4 separate regions of the Mus musculus genome follow, and all the other regions are linked to region 3. A link is a contact called in public HiCAR-type and promoter capture Hi-C data. All regions are on one chromosome and are shown on one strand. Each heading gives the region's core, a stretch centred on a gene start, on an enhancer-like site or on the middle of the called end of the contact. The rest is flanking DNA. Distances are from core to core; before and after follow the strand shown. Region 1 holds the start of Nt5c3b (5'-nucleotidase, cytosolic IIIB). Region 2 holds the start of Limd2 (LIM domain containing 2). Region 3 holds the start of Map3k14 (mitogen-activated protein kinase kinase kinase 14). Region 4 holds the start of Taco1os (a long non-coding RNA gene).

Region 1 (3,310 bases), core at 428-2,927, 2.8 Mb before region 3:
CTGGAGTTCAGTTCTTAGTTCCTACATCAGGCAATTCACGACTCTAAACTCCTGTGACCTCCAAGGGTATCTGTATGTCTATGTACCCCACTCACACACATACACTTTAAAATAATAAAAATAAACCCAATAAGAAAACCATATCTCCTTTACTGTAACAACTTTTAAAAAAGAATGATGGAAGAACAAAACCAAGTGAAACTAAGGAGCAAATCCAGAGTGTCTCGAATGGTTGATAAGCTTCCTCTGACCCAGACTCCCTCTGTTTTTGAGATAAGGTCTTCCTATCTATCCTTGTCTGGCTGAGACTTAATATGTAGAGCAGGTTGGCCTCGAACTCACAGAGATCTGCTGCCTCTGCCTTCTGAGTGCTGGGATTAAAGGTGTGCGCCACCAACACCCATGCAGCTTCCTTTTCCTTGCCTAAGTGACCTTGAACTCTTTCTGGAATCCAGGCAGCCTCTGAACTTGGGATCCTCCTGTCTCAGCCTCTGGGATTACAGGTCTCCCCACACTGTGTTTAAGGAACGGAGTTTCTTAAGATTTCAGTCCTGGACGCTGTGGTTCAACCCCAGAAGCATACCACAGCCATGTTTGAGCAAAGAAGGGAATGACCCACCTCTTTGCGACAATCCTCACTGATAATTTTGCTGTTATCCAGAATATCTGAAAAAAGAAAACACACACACACACAAGACTCCCTTTATTTGCTCCATAGCAGTTGTCATCTTGAGCCCTACAAGGAAAGCTAAAATGTGACTTACTGTGGGAAGAAGGGCATCGCTGTCCATTGTAAGCAAATCTGCTCAGGGTCATGTCAAAATCGGAAATCACCTAAGAGACAAAGGGCGGATGATGGTGGTTGACTAGGTTGACTGACTAGGTTGACTAGGTTGACTGACTAGGTTGACTAGGTTGACTAGGTACTGGTCTATCCTGGCCCTTGCCTCAGCCTGGGGTAGCGGAGGAAGTCTAACCAAGCTGCAGCAAAGCCTTTGCAAGGTTAGGGAGAGACAGAAGAAAGAAGGAAAAAAGTGACATCCTGTGTCAGGACACGAGTTAACCCTGAAGAAAACAAAGTCCCCCAAATGTGGGGGTGACTTTCTGTGGCATCTTTATACACTGGTTCTTTCTTAAGGTGCCTTCCGACCTTTGTGGATCTCCCTTATCTTCGACTGGGGGAGGGAGGGGGGCCTCCACCCACTTGCTTTCTAAAACCAAGCGGCAGGAAAAGGGTCACATCTGACTACTCTGAAAGTTGGCTACTGGGGGAGGTAGGCTCTTTCCCGAGGTGAACCAATCTGTTTGTCCATGACCACCCTAGGGCGCAGGCTCGCAGAGCGCGAACCCCAGTTGGCGGGAAGGCCGCAGGGCAGGCACCCTCCCGCCCTACCCCAAGCCCCGGTACCTGCAGGCGGTCTCCTCCGCCCCTGCGAAGGGCGCCCACAATTTCCTGCACCCGTCCGGGCTGCCGCATCAGGACCGTGGCCTTCATCAGGCTGCTTACCTGTCGTGAGACCCAAGAGACCCGCTGACCCGAGAGCCGCGATGGGCATCAGGACAGCTGGGTCTCTCCGCACCCGCGATCCCGCCACGCGGGACCGTCCCCGCCCGTGGCCTCACCTCCTCCGCCATCACGCCGCTGGCCTGGTGGGCGGCCCCGAAGACAGCGCCCGCCTTACAGCCACACTGCGCAGGCGTCGCCTCGCACTAGTCGCGTCGGTCTAGGAGCTGCAGGCCGTTTCCAGGCTGGCTCCGGATACTGGCAGGAGAAGCAAGAGTGGGGAGTGCGGGGGTGTGTGGGGGAAGATGGTCTACTGTGTGTGGGGGTGGGGGAACGTTGGGGGGCGAGGGGGGGGAGTACCAAGACGCTGGGGTCCTGTATGTGGGCTGGCTGTCATGAGGCTTTGGTGTGTATGGGCGCCTGTCACTCACTCTTTCTGGAACACAAATGCAATCTTTACTGGGGTTGGGGGTCACTGCTTAGTGAGAGAGTTCTTGCCTGCAGGTATGAGGCCCTGAATTTCATCCCCTGCATTGCAAAGAACAACCCACTAGGTATTCAAGTGCATTTTGGACAGGGGGTGTATCCAGGAGACACTTCCCTAACTGGCTCTTCATCAGCACCACAAGCAAAGTAAGGCAGTAAGGCATCTCAGGGGCTGGAAGACCCTGGCCAGCATGATATTTGATCAGCTCTGCTTCTGCCTCTGCACCCATGGGGAGCCCAGAGAGAGCTTTGGAAGGATGCTGCAGGGAGGTGGGGACCCAACCTGAAGATGCAACAAGCAGCAGACTCAGTAAAGGCTCAATTGTGTTGGTGGTCACAGTTCTGCCCTAGGTCTGAGGTCGAGGAAAGAGATGTGGGGTGGTCTACCTGTATGTTCTGGGGGGAGGGGGAGGAAAAGAAGGGGCAAGAAGGGGGTTCCAGAACCTGAGAGCACAATCCTGAGTGATCTCACTGCCCAGGATTCTGGAACTTGGGCTGCCTGATGGTCCCTATATGAAAGATGTAGTAGGGAAAAGGAGCGACAGCTGGCTAAAGGGGCCCCCCATAACCCTCCCCAACACCCCAGGAGAGCAGCCTCTCTCCCCTGGTCCCAAGGAGCCATGGAGATGGAGAGCACCGCTGCCTCCACCCGGTTCCACCAGCCTCACATGGAAAGAAAGATGAGTGCAATGACCTGTGAGATCTTCAACGAGCTCCGGCTTGAGGGCAAGCTCTGCGACGTGGTCATCAAAGTCAATGGCTTCGAGTTCAATGCCCACAAGAACATCCTCTGTAGCTGCAGCTCCTACTTTAGGTACACCGGAGGGGGGGGGGGAAGCTGAGCCGTGTCTCCCATCACTGAGGCTCTGTGTTTGTTTATAACTGGTTTGAGCTGTTCTCAAGTCTAAGCTTTGTAGGTTGACAGCATGCCATTGCAGCGTTAAAAAAAAAAGTTGGACAGACCTGATCCTACACTCTAGATAAGGCTCCGAAAGGACCAGTTTATAATCCAGGCATAGTGGCTCAGGCCTGTAATCCCAGCAACTGGAGAGGCTGAGGCAGGAGAATCAGTAGTTCAAGGGCAGCCTGGGCTATAGAGAATCTATTTCTAAAACAAACAAACAAACAAAAAAACCAAAACAACAACAACAGGAAGATAGTAAATATCTTTTTTTTAAAGTTTGTATTTATTCATTTATTTTATAGATGGATATCTTGCCTGCATGTATGTCTGTCTGGGCCACATACATGATGCGCCTGAAGAGGCCATAAGGGGACATTGGGTCCCCTGGGACAGGCATTGCAGACTGTTGTCAGCTA
Region 2 (2,968 bases), core at 59-2,558, 2.9 Mb after region 3:
GCAGGGCGGGAAGGTAGGGTAAGGGTGGGCAAGTAGGTGGGCAGGCCGGGACAGGGCAGGAGCGCACCTGAGTTTGGTGTGGCAGTGTTTGCAACAGAAACAAGAGTTGTGGAAAATGAGCTTGTCTGCCACCAGCCGCTCCATCGGGTACACAGTCTTCTGGCAGGCTGCACAGGTCTCCTTCACCTGAGCCCGCAAGCTAAAGGACTGTGGAGTAGGAGCAGAGTACACTTAGCAAGAAGCCGGGTTAGCGCCGACCCTTTCCTCTGCCCACACCCACCCTTAGGACCCTACCTTAGACCGCTGTACCGTGCTGCTGCCACTGCTGCCTTTGGCTTCCTGGGGGAAGAGGAAGAGTCAGAGGGGTCAGCTCTCCGGTGGCCCAGCCCACATCCCAGGGGCACTCGAGGTGGCACAAGGTGCCAAGCAAACAAGCTGCTCTTGTCCCCTTGACTCCTCCCCACCTGGCTGGACACCTACATGAGAGGGGGTGGCCTGGGCGGCTCCGGCAGCTTGGAACATGGCTCTTCAGAGGTGCTTGGTGGCCCTGGAGGAGATGCCGAGCCAAGAGGGTTCTGCAAGGGGAAGTCAGTCAGTGGGGCCCCATGAGCCCTCCCCCACTCTGCAGGCTGGGGTGTTTTTAGGCAGGGGGTTGGGGGGCTGCGGTTGGGACTTTCCCTAAGTCATTTCCTGTTGCTCTGGGTCTTGCCACTTCCGCCCCTCACCCACCCCCAACAGCCTACCCGCCCCTCATACAGCCCCCAAGGGTTAGGGGGTCCCTGAGTGGAAACATATGTGGAGACAGAACAAAGTTAGCGAGAGTGGCCGGGGACAGGGGCTCCACGGTCTTTGCCTGTGGGAAGCACAGGCAGAGACCCCGCCTGGGATGAAGGGAGGTCAGCAGAGGTCTGGGCAGGGTACCGCCAGACCCGCGCGCCCCCTCACCGGGCTTAGACGTCCAGCCCCTAGACAGTGCTGGGCCCGACCTCCTGCCTGGCCAGGCTGCGCTGCCTCCCGCGCCCGCTCTTCGGGACCCCAGACCCCGAAACCCCACCCCACCACGAGCCGGCCCTACGGGACCGACGCGAGCCTCGGGATCCCCGCGAGCGCAACGCGCGAACCGCCAGGCGGCGTCGGCCCCGCAACGCTCCGCGCCCCTCCCCCCGGCCGCCGTGGGTCTCACCGGGCCCGGCCTGCGCCGCGGGGCGGGGGTCGGTCGCTGCGGGACCGCCTCGGGTGCAAGTGGCGCGGGCGCGAGCTGCCGCCGCTGCCAGTGGTCCCCGAGCGGCAGCCGCCGCCTCACCGCGGCGCCGCCCCCGCCGGCCCCCGCCCCGCGCCCGCCCATTGGCTCCGCGCGCCCGGGGCCGCCTCCGGGAGAAGCCGCCGCCGACCCCCCTCTGTGCTTTGTCTTTCCCTTGCTCGCCGTCCCCCCGCCTTTGTCTGCCCCCACATCGCTTTCACAGCCCGCGCTCTCCCGCCTCCCGGAGCCAACCTCCTCTGCCGCTCGTGGAGAAGGGACGACGGCGGGGACCGAATCGCAGATCTCGGGAGGAGACGAGTTCAGCCTGCGATCGACACGCAAGGCTCTTCCGGCGCGGACCTTCAGAAATGGCCTGGGCCTTTACTGCCTCGGTTTACCCGTTAGCCGTTGTGAACGCAGTCCCATTAGCTCCGCCCCCTTCTTGCGCTCTTAAGACCCAGTAGTTTGAGGCACCCCACTGTGGGGACTCGGGAGGCAGGTCCACTGGCAGCCACGGAGTCCTACAGAGGAAGATGGAGGCGGCTCGTAGTCCCTCCGTATACCCCGATGTTAGGCCAAGGGAGCCGGCGGTGGGCCCATGTCACTACTGAAGGGGTGTGACAGATCCGCTATCCGAGAACTGCAGCCTTGTGGTTTCCGAAATCACCAGCCCCCTTAAGCTCGACATCCTAAATGGTTTCTGTGACCAGATTTTGTGGGATTAGTAACCTCGGGCCTTGCCATGGCCCAGGTCAAGCCCCTATCTGAAAGGACCCACTTCCTTGCATCAAGCACACCTTGTTCCACCGAAGGGAGCAGAGAGCCATTTAGGCTGGAGTTGTTTAGAGAACAAAGTGCAACAAGAGCTGCTTTTGCCGCTCCGCCCCAGCCCACTGCACAGCAGGTTGAGGGGAAGGACTCTAGGCAGCAGCATCTAGGGCACAGACTTCTGCTGAGGGCTTTGCCTGAAGCCCAGCTGGAGACTGTCTTCACACAGCCCTCGGCGACATATTTCCACACCCCTGTAACAGGAATAAAACTGGTGGCTCTAGCGCAGGCCCACGCGTGTCAGGGAACAGAACAACTTACCGCCTCCTGCCTGGCAGGGGAACAGGGAGGCAGCAGGCAGCATCACCCATCCCCACCCGCGCCCCACTGTGGTGCTAATGCACCCACGCTGAGCTTCGCTTTTCTCCCTCAGCCTCAGGTCGATGTTTGCCTGCACTGAGGCTCAGCCTGGACTTCGTAATGGGTGTTCCTCCACAACTAGGGGTGACTCTTCCTAGGAAAAATTATCCACACCTATCATCAGATTCTCCAAGGGAGCTGTTTTGTACAAGAAGGGTGAAGCCCTTAGGGACACCAGGCAGCTGCTCCGGGGCACTGATTGGCAGCCCGCCCTGCTGGGACCATCTGTGGGCAGAGCTGGAGAAAGCTACCACAGTCAGCAGTTAGCTAGGAGGAGGAAGGATCGAAAGCAGCTAACTGTGGGCCCACGCCAGCGTTCTGAGTTCGAAGCCACCCAGGGCTACAAGTCATATCCTGGTACACACGGACACACACACAAAAAATTTTTTTAAGTATCTGAGAAAAAGTTGGGCAGGGGCTAGAAGCGCTGGAGTGTCACATGAGCTTCTGTCACATGCCATTTCAGGTCCCCTAGCCTACCTCCAGTAGGAAAATTTTTTTAAAGTTTCTTTAAATGTTCTGTAGTTGTTAGACAAGATC
Region 3 (3,199 bases), core at 532-3,031:
TGCTCCATCCACCCCAAAAACAATCCGAAAATGACCTGAAGCCTGAAGCCTGATCACGTAGTACTATTTGATTTCACAAACTTCTGGTATGTATTTCTGGGTATGTACAGCTGGGCACTTATTTCTAAAATTAAAGTCAGACATACTAACTATTATTATGAGCTGTTCTGAGAAATTTATCACACTCTTCCAAATAAATCAGGATGTCTTCTTTCTTTCTTTTTCCTCTCTGGTGCTCTGAGACAGGGCCTTGCTATGAAGCCCTGACAGGCTTCAAAGTCACAACAAATCCTCCTTGTCCCAGCCTCCCAGTGATGGATTACAGGTGTGTGCCACCATGCCTAGTTTTCAAGATGTCTTAAGGGCGTCTGAAAAACTCATAAAGCTGGCATCCATCCAAAGGAATTGCCTTTGACATCACTTTAAATACAAGAGGAAATACACACATACATCATAAGCAAGTCAAGAGTCTTCAAAGCATCCTCTCACATTAACAGCAAAAAGATCACCCCAACCCCCCCCCCTTTCTCTATCAAAGTTAGGTTATGCTGTTCTTATTCAGGGATCTGGAGAACTCACCCTCACTCATGGCTCTGAGGCCACAGACGAGGCATATCATCCCTCACACCTGGTTCAGGTACTTCGCTTACCAACTGGACAACAGTCTATGCATCTGACCACACCTACCACTAAATGGGAAAGTTACTAAGCAAAACCCTGCAGAACTGAAGTTAGGAAACAATCCTCTAATCTTTCAGAGAGACTATGTTTCTAGATACTCGCCAGTGTTCCGAAGTCCACTGGTCATGGTGCCACTCCTCGTTCAGTTCATTCTTTTAGCGCCCTTAATCCAGTCATTAGTGTTCATTGTCTCCAATTAACAACAACAACAACAACAACAACATGTCATTAAGACACTGATATTTGAAACTTTTCTCCACTCATCCACTTGACAGCCCATGCACACCCCTATCCATCCTTTAGGGCTGTCAGCCATCTTTTAATCTCAACTGGGGGGTGGGGAGTGGAGGGGGGGAGGTCTGAAGTTAATGAACATGATGAGGTTCCAAAGCAGGTGGGAATCTCTGCCTCAGACAAATGTTTCTTTTCACTTGGTGACAGGTGGCTGAAAGTTGCCAGAGCCGGGAAGAGCTTCCAGGACGGGACTAGTACATATAAACAGATTCCAAAAGTTCCGAGTAGAACACAGAATTAGAGAAGGGTAAGGACCATCGAGGAGGGAGGACAGCACCATCAGCGACTAGCATTGCTCTACTGAGTGCCCAGAGCAGTGATCCTCTCAGAACAAGTGATCCCAAGCAGTTCAAAGGGAAAGGCTGCTCATGTCACTGCTAGGGCAGTGGAGCGATCACCTTCTCTTGGGGGACACTTAGGAGCCAGGTCTGCCAGTAGGGCGGCTGAACTCGATGGCACGGATGTTGGGGAAAGGGAAGCAGACAGTACCCGCGCGCGTTCCGGGCAAGCGTGTGACCCGTGGGTGCGCGGCCTGGAGGTTCTAGGCGAGCACGGCGTTTCGAGCGTGGCGCTGATGGCGCTGAGCGTGCGAGCGGGTTAGACCGTAGTCACCCGGCCACCCCTCCCAGCCATCCCTCGTGGACAGCCCGGCTGCAACCCAGTCCCCGCCTGGGAGGCGCCCCTTCCCCGCCCGCTCCCTCGGCGTCCCGCTTTAGGACTCGGGGTTCTGCCCAGTCACCTACCGGCGGAGCGCCGTTGTCCTCAAACAAGCGAGTGTGGCGCTTCGCTGGCCAGCGATCGCTCCGGGCCCCTGCTGCCCCTCCTCGACCACGCCCCCGTGCCTATCCCCGCCCCGGGCCACGCCTCCCCCCGTGGCTGCGACTTTGCTAGCTTCCCGCCTCCTTTCTTTGGCCGCACCGCGACCCTTGATCCCACCCATTCCTATAAGTTAGCCAATAAAACGCCTTGATCCGGTCGGCCTGCCGGCCACTCCTCAGCAGCGATTGGCTAGCGAGGCCTCCCCAAAATGGGCACTGTTTCCGGCCAGGGTATCCAGCGCCGAAGGCTGGGTGGATGGGCGGTCTGTAGGCGAAGGAGGCCAGGGTGTTGGTTGAACTACACATGCGCTCTCGCCTTCTGGCAAATCTTACGGGCTGCATTCTTTTTGAGGTTACGGGAAGGAAGGGCGACTGTACGCATGCGTGGGCATTCCCGGCTTCGGCTTTGGTTACCTTGGAGACGGCGGGGCGCTCTCGCTCTGAGGTCTTGGGTTTCTCTGCTTTCTGCTTGAGGGCGAGGCTGCTTCGTGGGGGCCTGGTGGGGCCAGAAACATTTTTATGGAGCACGTAGAGTGAGCCCGGTTCTGTAAAGTGTGTGGAGATGAGGTTGCTCTGCCTACCCTCGAGAAGTGTGGGGAGCCAAAGGCCTATGTAGGACAGACCGGGTGTTGAAACGCTCTAAGGGAGTGTGCAGATGTGGTACAGTCTCCTTCCACCCCGAGAAGCTTCATGGTGTGTGTGCTGAGCACGGGATCCATTCTAAACTACAGAGTCAGGAAGACTTGGTCTTTGAAAACGTGCTCTCTACAGTGCCCTTTTTATGGGGCCGGGAAAGAGTGTAGGGAATTTATGGATTTTTTTTTTCTTTTCTAACTTTGCTAATGGGCTTCCTACTGTACCACAAGCTTCTGTTTACTGGTAATAAGAAATTACAAATATGTGTTTTTTAAAAAAATGTTTCCAGAATAAAAGATGCGCTGCGACCTTAGAGACTCTGCAAGGAATCCTAACTGCAGATGCAGGGACTGGTGGTATGGTGGGAGTGGCAGCCATATTCTTGGCTGGTTTGAGAAATAAGGAACGGCCTGTCTGGAAAGGTTTGAGCCAGGGCCAGACCACTGTCTGCTTGTGACCACTTTGCAGACCTAGCTTCTTTCTGGAGACAAGTTCAAGCCGACATCTGTTGTTGGACACCGAGAAAGGCCATTCATTTAGACAATGTGGAAACCCCACAACCTGGCCTGCATTCAGGAGGCTGAGGCAGGAGGATGACAAGTTTGAAGCTAGTCTGAGCTGCATAGCCTGACTTCTATGTGGAAACAAAGCCAACTAGATGAGAACCTGAGAGACTCACCCCTCTCCCCTGGGCCAGAAATATGTTAGAGCAAAGCCTGCAGTTGCCCATAGTCCATTGTTACGTTAGTGTCAACCGTGTCAAGAGTTGT
Region 4 (3,172 bases), core at 388-2,887, 2.8 Mb after region 3:
ATGCCCTCTTCTGGAGTGTTTGAAGACAGCTACAGTGTACTTACACATAATAAATAAATCTTAAAAAAAAAAAAAAGAACTCAGGTTGTGCTTGGTGGCTGCCAGCTGCTATTCTGGAACTAGGAAGGAAACACAAGGATAATCTAACAGCTAACATAATGCCCTCCCATAGACATACATGAGAATGAAAGGTAAGTAGATTAATTTTGGACATATCCACTAAGAATATAAAATCTGGGGTCTGGAGAGATGGCTCAGTGGGTAGGAGCACTGACTGCTCTTCCAAAGGTCCTGAGTTCATATCCCAGCAACCACATGGTGGCTCACAACCATCAGTAATGAGATCTGATGCCTTCTGGTGTGTCTGAAGACAGCTACAGTGTACTTATGTATAATAATAAAATAAATCTTTTAAAAAATAATATAAAATCTGTGTCCGTGCCCTTCCCCTCATCCTGCTTATTCAAGGCCATTGTAGAAGGAAACAGAAAGTAAAGAACTTGCCCAAGGTTGCACTACTAAATGGCAGAAACACACTTTGAATTCATCCAGCCTAACTTTAGAGAGCAAGACTTCAAACTGCCTTCACACTGACCTGCTTTTTTAAATGTGTTACGCTCTTGAGACTTAATTCACCCCCCCCCTAGAGAGCTCTTAAAGAGTTTCAAGCAGCTGCTACATTATTTTTTCTTTATTTTTCCATAGTGTCCTTTTTCTCTTGTTTTCTCTGCCAAGAGAACCGATGGTGGAAGGGGCTGGAGAAATAGCTCAGCAGTTAAGGATATTGGTTGCCCTTCCAGAGGACCCAGGTTCAATTTCGATTCTCCATGTGACAGCTCACAACCATCAGTTCCAGGCTATCTTGATGTCAACCTTGGCGGCGGTTTCTTTATCTGTAAAATAAATATCTGAGAACACCAGGCACACATGTAGCGCACAGACATACATGCAGTCAAAACAACCATACACATATATTAAAAATACTTAAACTAATTTTAAAACAACAGATGGAAAACGAAGATAGCAGTTTGACTCAAAGGCTGGCCCGATCTTTTGTCCAGTATGGGTTGGCAAAACAGGCAATGCCATCCTTGTTTACAGAAATGAAATCTAAATCAGAAAGTTTTAAATGACTGGGCAAATCGCTTCTCGTCGGCTGGTGGGGTAGTGGCTTATTTTGTTTGGTTGTTTTTTTTTTTTTTTTTTGTCGTTGTTTGTTTTAATTAAAGTTTTTGCTTTTTTTTTTTTTTTGAGACAAAGTCCTAAGGTTTCCTTCGCCTCTTAAGTGCTGGAATCACAGACATGGCCTGCCACGCCCAGCATTTAGTACTTTTTTGTTTATTGCTTCCTTTTTTTAAACAGGCAACCTTGGCGGCGGTTTCTTTATCTGTAAAATGAACCGACTGAACTACATATTTCTTTTTCAACCAAACAATTCTTATTCTGGACTTGCTCAGTTAGGAAGGAAAGTCAGTCACCTGAATCTCTCCGGGAAGGTGATCTGTCGTTTCCAAGCAACCGGGAGCAAAGAAGGGTTGCGTCACTCCTGGCAGGGGCGGGGTTGGAACGAGTACCGCGAGGCAGCGGAACCAACTTTGCAGAATCCGGGAACGTCTTTTTGCGGCGGACCGGGCAAAGGAAGTGTACTGCACCATTTAGGGTCCCCGCGCCCGGCTCCTTCGCGGTCACTCAAGGCAGTGCAGCGTCAGGAAGAGCCGAACCTCTGAGTTTCTGGAGAGCTGTAGCAGCGGTCTGAACGTCCAGACCGGGTTGTTCCGGGGCCGGACTAGACGGGCTGATTTTAGCTGCTCATCTTTGCACCGCGCAGCCCCTTGTCGAAGCAGATGATGTCTTGGGCTGCCGCCAGCCTGAGAATGACCGCTGTCCCGTGCTTTCGTGTGCGATGCCTCGGGTTCCGCGTGGGTCCTTGGGGCGCCTCCCAGCATGCAAACCCCGGCTGTGGTGCAGCGCCACACAGGACGCTGCATGTCAGCGCGACGGCCTCGGCGGGACACAATAAGTGGTCTAAAGTCCGGCACATCAAGGGCCCCAAGGACATGGAAAGGAGTCGAATCTTCTCTAAACTCACTCTCAGTATCCGCCTGGCGGTTAAAGGTGAGAACCTGGTAGTCCTCACTGCTGGTCACTGAAGCTCTTTAGGTGCCTAAGGCTTCATTTAGGACCGTCCCCCCAACCCCCAGTTGTCATAATTGTCCTACTCATAACCCTCAAAGCACTTACTTACACTGGATATACCTGTTTTCCTTTTCAAAGACCTTCAGAGACCCGCCCTTAGATAAAAATGACTTCATCTAAGGGTATAGTTAGAAGGTACTTCATAGAAATACGCCTTAAGAAAGTGTGGCAGCGCGGCCGGCTTGCCCGATTTCCGCGAGTTGGTTCTGTCGGTGCCGGTCGCGGGTTCCCGTGTCGTTCCGGTCTTTTTCCGCTCCCGAACCTTTGTTTTATTTTGCCGGGCGAGGTGGCGCATGCCTTTAATCCCAGCACTCAGGAGGCAGAGGCAGGCGGATTTCTGAGTTCGAGGCCAGCCTGGTCTACAAAGTGAGTTCCAGGACAGCCAGGGCTACACAGAGAAACCCTGTCTCGAAAAACAAAAAACAAAAAACAAACAAACAAAAACAAAAAACAAAAAAAGAAAGTGTGGCAGAAGCCGGAGGCCTCGAACCAGACCAATAATTCATGGCAATGGACATTTGCAAGTGAAGCTGTTTGGACAAAAGAATATCCAGTGTGACACTCCACAACACCGCAGCTTCTGCTTCTACATCAGGGATGGGTTTGGTTTGGTTTTGTTTAGGGGAGGGAGACTGCAAGCGTGGAGAGGATGGATCTGGAGGGATGACAGGATCAGTGTGAGATTGGGGTGCATGATGCGAAATTCACAAAGAATCGATTTAAAAAGTTAAAGATATTTATCAAATAAAATGACTGGAAGAGGGAAAAGGAAAAAATAAAGCATAAAGAGTCAAGTCAGGGCTTGGAGAGATGGCTGGGCGGTTAAAAGCACTTGCTGCTCTTGCAGAGGACCTGGGTTTGTTTCCCAGCACCCATGTGACATCTAACAACTACCTTAAACTTCAGTTCCAAGGTACCCAATGTTCTCTTCTGGCCTCCTCAGGCACTGCATGCATCATGCATGCAAGCACATGAG

The links. Promoter capture Hi-C pulls out the DNA fragments that hold promoters and counts their contacts. HiCAR-type assays count read pairs that join an accessible place to other places. Capture Hi-C pulls out chosen DNA fragments and counts their contacts.
Region 1: a contact with region 3 is called in a promoter capture Hi-C map of liver, with 5 times the contacts expected there. The contact joins the promoter of Nt5c3b here to the promoter of Map3k14 in region 3.
Region 2: a contact with region 3 is called in a promoter capture Hi-C map of liver, with 4 times the contacts expected there. The contact joins the promoter of Limd2 here to the promoter of Map3k14 in region 3. A contact is called at or near these places in 1 of 39 promoter capture datasets (liver) and 1 of 9 other capture datasets (liver).
Region 4: a HiCAR-type map of astrocytes shows a contact between it and region 3, with 2.9 times the contacts expected there. The contact joins the promoter of Taco1os here to the promoter of Map3k14 in region 3. A contact is called at or near these places in 1 of 39 promoter capture datasets (pre-B cells), 1 of 484 Hi-C or Micro-C datasets (B cells) and 2 of 115 datasets of contacts at active chromatin or transcription factors (astrocytes and large pre-B cells).

What each region holds. Positions count from the first base shown.
Region 1 is chr11:100,439,421-100,442,730 of GRCm38.p6, forward strand. Nt5c3b (5'-nucleotidase, cytosolic IIIB) reads right to left here and starts at 1,678. Exons shown (of 9, transcript NM_001102650.2): 1 at 1,624-1,678; 2 at 1,409-1,507; 3 at 765-834; 4 at 620-666. The coding sequence starts at 1,635. Klhl10 (kelch-like 10) reads left to right here and starts at 2,504. Exons shown (of 5, transcript NM_025727.3): 1 at 2,504-2,804. The coding sequence starts at 2,611.
Region 2 is chr11:106,158,868-106,161,835 of GRCm38.p6, forward strand. Limd2 (LIM domain containing 2) reads right to left here and starts at 1,309. Exons shown (of 5, transcript NM_172397.4): 1 at 1,184-1,309; 2 at 481-575; 3 at 295-339; 4 at 68-207. The coding sequence starts at 522. Gm10840 (collagen alpha-1(I) chain) reads left to right here and starts at 521. Exons shown (of 2, transcript XM_030246469.1): 1 at 521-591; 2 at 893-2,292. The coding sequence starts at 521. The coding sequence ends at 1,694.
Region 3 is chr11:103,265,620-103,268,818 of GRCm38.p6, forward strand. Map3k14 (mitogen-activated protein kinase kinase kinase 14) reads right to left here and starts at 1,782. Exons shown (of 16, transcript NM_016896.3): 1 at 1,719-1,782.
Region 4 is chr11:106,064,404-106,067,575 of GRCm38.p6, forward strand. It overlaps Taco1os (a long non-coding RNA gene), which reads right to left and starts at 1,638. Exons shown (of 3, transcript XR_003949781.1): 1 at 1,479-1,638; 2 at 1-893. Taco1 (translational activator of mitochondrially encoded cytochrome c oxidase I) reads left to right here and starts at 1,688. Exons shown (of 5, transcript NM_027346.2): 1 at 1,688-2,115. The coding sequence starts at 1,845.